Linked DNA regions of Mus musculus: region 1 is linked to region 2. The links are chromatin contacts, called in public HiChIP or PLAC-seq maps. All regions are on one chromosome and are shown on one strand. Each heading gives the region's core, a stretch centred on a gene start, on an enhancer-like site or on the middle of the called end of the contact. The rest is flanking DNA. Distances are from core to core; before and after follow the strand shown. Region 1 overlaps Zmiz1os1 (a long non-coding RNA gene). Region 2 has its middle 18 kb from the start of 4930572O13Rik.

Region 1 (2,700 bases), core at 11-2,510, 210 kb before region 2:
GCCTCACTTTCATGCATCAAGTGGGACAAAGAACATTGGGAGCTCGGTAGCATTTGGAGGATCTGGTAGACTAACCAGTACCCATTACACATTAGTTTTTGAAAGCCTGTCAGTTAGATGTTCCTGACAGAATGCAGAATCCTTTCTCTGGGGTGTAAGAGACCTACAGATACTGATCCGAGGAGATGCCCATGCATAGAAGTTTATGGAAAATGTTGGGAGTGCAACTCTAGGGGGTGTTTATGAGCATGTATTGCTCCTTGGGACTGTAATGCATGCTTTAGGGGGCAGCTGGCCACTAGCTCCACCCAGTGCTCGGAGGATGCAGCGTCTGCAGCCACCAGTTTGCTCTGCAAGGATGTGGCTAGCTGGATATCACAAACCAGCCACAAGAGTCCAGTTGTCCTAAGGAGGTCAAGGGCCTCAAAGAGCCTTTGCTTTGGACCCCGTACTGTTCACATAATGGCCTCAATGCTCAAGTACTGGCCTGGGAGAATTCCTGCCTGTCCACTTATGCACGCATGTACATATGTATGCACACCATTCATACGCTTATGGGAACAGAACTGCAGACTGATTTATTTACTAGCACGGACAATCTGAGTGTCTTCCAGCTTGTCCTTTGTTCAGTGTCAGAATATGATGCCAGGTAATGCCCAGAAAGAATCTTCTATTTAGTTTCTGCTGCCTTTCAGCCATCCCCATTTTACTGGCTAGAGAACGGAGGTAAGAAGGGATAAGTGCTTTGCCTTAGGATCCAAAGCAAGGAAGTGACAGAGCCAGTAGCAACAAGAAAGGTACCAGGGTGTCCTGACCAGTGTTGGGGCTCCTCTGGGAGGTGGTGTCTGCCCCACTGGAGAGTGTGATTTAAGCATCTTCTCCACTCAGCACTCCCATTTTGCAGATTGGAAGAGTGACTGTGCTCACATCTGGTAAGCTCTGAGCAGGGGCTGTGGTTTCAGCCCACACAGCTGGGAAATTCCAGGCCTGAGGCTGCTGCTGGGTGCACAAGGTTCATTTAGAATCCAAATGAAAAATAATGATACTAAAAAGGAGCTTGACAAACACGGTTGCATACAGAAGCCTGGGGGCCGGCCATTTCCTGAGACTGCTCTTCAGGGCTGCCTGCCTGCCCAAGGCCTTGCCCACTGCTGGGGATCCTTGGCCAGCCAGCCGATGGCCCTGGCAGAGCCTCTAACTGAGCCCTACCCCCAGTCCTGCTGACACAGGCATCCTGGTCCCTTACCTCCCAGCCCTCCCTTGCCTGCTGGCAGGCTGTGGTAACAAGATGCCCTTTGTGTGTGTGTTGGGGGAAGGGGGCAGTGGGCAGCTCCTATGCTGCTTCTTGCTTCTGAGTCACAGCTCCTGCCAGCTCTGGGGACAGAGAGTTGCAGGTGACTGGCCAGGCGGCAAGAAGCCCAAGACCTTGGAGATGACCTCAGACAACCCCTTCCTCAAACAGTGGGGAAAGTGAGGCTGAGAAGGGGGAAGGGAGTGTCCTCTAGGCACTTGTTAAGGGGGAACATACTTCTGTAGCCAGGGGCTTCCACACTTGCAGGGACTTAGTAATATCCTTTGTTCACCAGAATAGCTACTGTGTCCAGGGACACATATGTACAAGCTCACACATGTGCATGTGAGCACATGTTCATAAGCATGTGATTGAATGAACTTGTGTCAGTATTCATGTTTCCCTAAGGTCCCCACACTTCCTCCAAGACTTTAAGGCCTGGCCTCAGGGACATTTGTCTATTCTGTCTGATGCAGAGGTGACCTAGGCTTGTCCTTACCCACTGCTTAAACATTTCCACCAAGGCAGCTGTGTGTCTGTGATGGGCAGTTCACTTCTTGACACGTCACGCCTGAGCCCGAGGTGATATGTCTCAGCTCCCTGACGTAGTGCAGTATGGGACTCACAGTGGCTTTAGACAGATGATATTTCTGAGGACACTGGCTCCAGAGCCAGGCTGCCAGGCTGACTTCTGGCTTCCTCATTTCCTGGTGTATGACTTAGGATCTTTACATCTTCTCCGGGTCTCCATTTCCTCATCTGTAAAGTGGAGACCTCAACAGACTTGCCTCTCAGGGTTGTTTTTTTTACACATTACAGGGATTGGTTTTTACCCATGAAGCTCTGAGAACTCCTAGCTGTCTCTGGCAGGCCCTTAAGGAGTATTAGAGTCTATTATTAGTGCTTTTCCTGAGCCCACGCAACCCCAAGGGAGATGCAGAGGTCTGGAGCTGACTTGGATTCACAGCCTGGTTGTAAGACTGAGGAGAGGACAGGTTTTTTTTGGTCTGCTGACAGATCAGCAACAGAAATGGCAGAGGCTTTTCTTGGGAGGACATGACTGTTCTGGGCTATGGCCTCCTGAATGTGGCCACTCTGAACTGTAGCTTCCAAATTTCAGCATCTCTGATGTCCCATGGGCCTCCCAGACACAGCAATAGCTAGGCTTCAGGAGGGAAGACAGTGAGGCCCCTGGCTAGAATGGGGGCTTTGGTGGCTTTGGCTGGCAGTACATTCTCTCTCGCTGCTGCTGTGATGCCTTACCTAATGCTGGGATGACCATCTGGGTCCCAGGGCTCTGAGGGGACCTGCCGGCCATCTGCCTGCTTGGCATTGCCTGCTTCCGAGAAGCAGCAGGGTGGCTTGGGCAAAGCAGCCCCCATCCGCTTCCTCCCCCACTACCTACCACC
Region 2 (2,767 bases), core at 55-2,554:
ACAGACATTTCAGGGAGGTTCCACAGAGGAAGATGCTGAGTTTCAGAGAAATTCGGAAGGATGTGGTGGAGCCGAGGTTGGATGCCAGACAAACACATCTTGCAGATCACACTTCACGCTTGAGTGGTGATGAAATTGCTAGGCTGAAAACCACTGATCCACTCAAACACTGGGAGACAATATTCTTGAAAAACATGGCCCCCCTCAAACACTAGGAGACAATACTCCTTAACTCTTGGGGTGCAAGCAAGCTCAAAGCCTGCTCCTTGGGTGTTGAGCCCAATGATGACCCCGACCTTCCTTTGTAGGGCTGTGGGTGTGATACCCACATCCTCCAGTGGAGAATGCCCACATGGGGCTTCAGAGCCTTCCTAGCTGTGAAGGGTTTGATGTGAGTGTCGGGTGAGTGTGTGCATAAAAAGAAGGCAGTAGACCAAGCTGTGTCAGCACAGCCAGGATAAAAGAGGTTGGACCAGTGTCTGGCAATATCCAAGGACATGGTCTCCAAAAGATGCTCTCAGGAACAGAGAGTGCTACCTAACTCTACCATGGCCTATGCCCCTCTGCCTCCAAAGCTTCCTCCATTAAACATGGACTTTAGTTCAAAGATCAAGTACAATATAAACAATCTGGTGGTTGTGGGATCCTGTCTGCCACCCTGAATTAATATACAGTCATATTGAGCTTATAAAGGGTACAGAAGGGCAGCCTATGCTTCACAGTCAGAGACTTTTCCAAGCTTCAGTTCTGCTTCTTCCAGGAAGCCCTCAAATGTCTCCATGCAGGGCTGATGTGATGCCTTGGCCTCCCCGGGCCTCTTTGGTTTCAACTCTCAGTGACCTCCCTCAGGCTCGGTCTTATGATCATTTATTTATTATTCCATTTAAGGAAGCATCTGGGAAGCAGAGAAAGGGGCTGGGACATGAATGTCTGTGCCCAGCTCTCTCCTCCCCACTTTTATTCTAGAATGTGGAATGGTGCTATGAATGGGCTGCAGCAGTGTACAAGTCAGACAAGATGTCCCTGTAGATCATAAATGGCTCTGATATGCAGTGATGGGTCCTTTTGAGAAGACAGGAGGCAAAGGGGAAGGACTTGAGGGAAAAGATCAGTGAGGAGATCAGCTAAGGTGAACCAGGGGAGGGATGAACAGAAAGAGGGATGGACAAGGTGCCAAGGTTGACACGCAGCACAGTTATTCTCTGGTGTCTCTTAGCACCTTGTTCGTCTCTCCATGTAACCATGTAATCCTGTCATCACTAAGACCGGCCAGGTGCCCCACCCAGCTTGAGAGTGAAGGCTCTTTGTCAAAGCACAATAACCCAACAGAGTTACCTCCAAGCCATGAGTATTGCCCTGGGTATATTAGTCACCTATTTGTCACTGTGACCAAAATGTTGGTACAGCTATTTTAGTGTGTGTGTGTGTGTGTGTGTGTGTGTGTGTGTGTGTGTGTTTGCTGTATTTTTGGCTAAGGTTTCAGAGGGTTCTCTCCATCATGATGGGAGAGTGTGGAGATGTAGAACAGCTCACATCATGGGGGCTAAGAACAAAGAGAATCTCTGTACTTGGAGCTCCCATCTCTCCCTCTCTATCCCATAAGGAGTGGTATGGTCCGAATTCCAGTGGATCTTACCTATAGCCAGTTAATCCTTTCTGAAAATATCTTCAGACATCCCAAAGGTCTGTTTCTGTGTTCTAGGAGTCTCTAACTGTAGCCAGATTGACAATGGAGGTAAACCACTGTAGCCTGTCTTTAACCTAGACCACAGTTACCGATCAGGAGGGTTGCTCAGCATCTGTCTAGTTGGGTCAGCCAAGTGGGGAGACTATTCTAAGCCTATTTGCTGTGTGGCAATCCCAGATGCTCTTCTGCCCCACAAGGACAGCTATGCTTGGCTTCTGGATCCCAGATCCCCTCAAAGCTCATGGGACAGGTAAGTGTGCATGTGCTTAGCCAGCCTGTGAGAGCCCACAGATGAACAGATGAGGAGAGCCATATTCTTTCTATCTTCTCCAGCACAGTGTATTGAACTGGGGCTTTAGCCCACAACCCTTGGGGGATTGTGACAAACACTGACTTAGTAATAGTCTCCTCCTTCTTTCTCAGAGAGGAAAAGCAAGGCTCTGGGGTGTTCTGGGAGGGCATAACTGATGTGCCTCGACTTTGGATGTCTTCCTGGGTGACAGAAACAGAATGTGAAGATGCAATCTTGAACAGGACAGGAACTCTACTCTTACCTTGGTGCTCTTACTGAGCAGGTCCCTGTGGTCACTAAGAAGATGATGACTTTGTGGTTTGCCACCAATGAATGTATTCTGTCTGGAGGATTGGAGCAGACATCACAGTTGGATGGTAGCACATGTCCTTGGAAGGAGGAATTGAGTTCTGTATAATCAAAAAAGGCAATGGGGATTACTCTCCTCTCCTAAGGAAAGCCGTGGGTGAGTATTCAATCTGAAATGTGGACGTGTGACATTACTACCTTTGCTATGAGTTAGTCTACGGTTATGACAAGTGCCGAGTCCATACTTTCCACTGATTCCATTCACTTTCCGTAAGAGTGAACATTTCAGAGGCAAGAAGGAGGTGATCCTTCCCCTCCACGCTGGTCATTGCTGGAAAGACGGGCTCACCCATGAGGGCCACTCTGGAAGCTCCATTCTCTCTATGGTGGAAGGTGACTTTCATTCTTTTCTATTTGCTTTCAGAGGATTGTATATCATTATGACATTTTTTTCCAAGCAAAATGTGGTGTTGTTTCTC

Evidence for each region. HiChIP or PLAC-seq counts read pairs in DNA pulled down with a chosen protein or histone mark.
Region 1: a contact with region 2 is called in an HNF4G HiChIP or PLAC-seq map of pancreatic cancer cells. The contact joins two enhancer-like sites. A contact is called at or near these places in 12 of 115 datasets of contacts at active chromatin or transcription factors (the 230-238 cell line, CD8 T cells, T-cell acute lymphoblastic leukemia and 8 more).

Annotation. Positions count from the first base shown.
Region 1 is chr14:25,370,376-25,373,075 of GRCm38.p6, reverse strand. All of the region lies in intron 1 of Zmiz1os1 (a long non-coding RNA gene), which reads left to right. Among named protein-coding and RNA genes, the nearest start is that of Gm41113, 7.6 kb to the left of the region's middle. Within about 2 kb of position 1,260, at least 161 of the 459 cell types and tissues checked have an H3K27ac peak or open chromatin away from gene starts, as enhancers often do. A contact at or near this core is called in CD8 T cells and pancreatic cancer cells, where this site is marked.
Region 2 is chr14:25,159,443-25,162,209 of GRCm38.p6, reverse strand. No RefSeq gene overlaps it. Among named protein-coding and RNA genes, the nearest start is that of 4930572O13Rik, 18 kb to the right of the region's middle. Within about 2 kb of position 1,304, at least 19 of the 459 cell types and tissues checked have an H3K27ac peak or open chromatin away from gene starts, as enhancers often do. A contact at or near this core is called in CD8 T cells and pancreatic cancer cells, where this site is marked.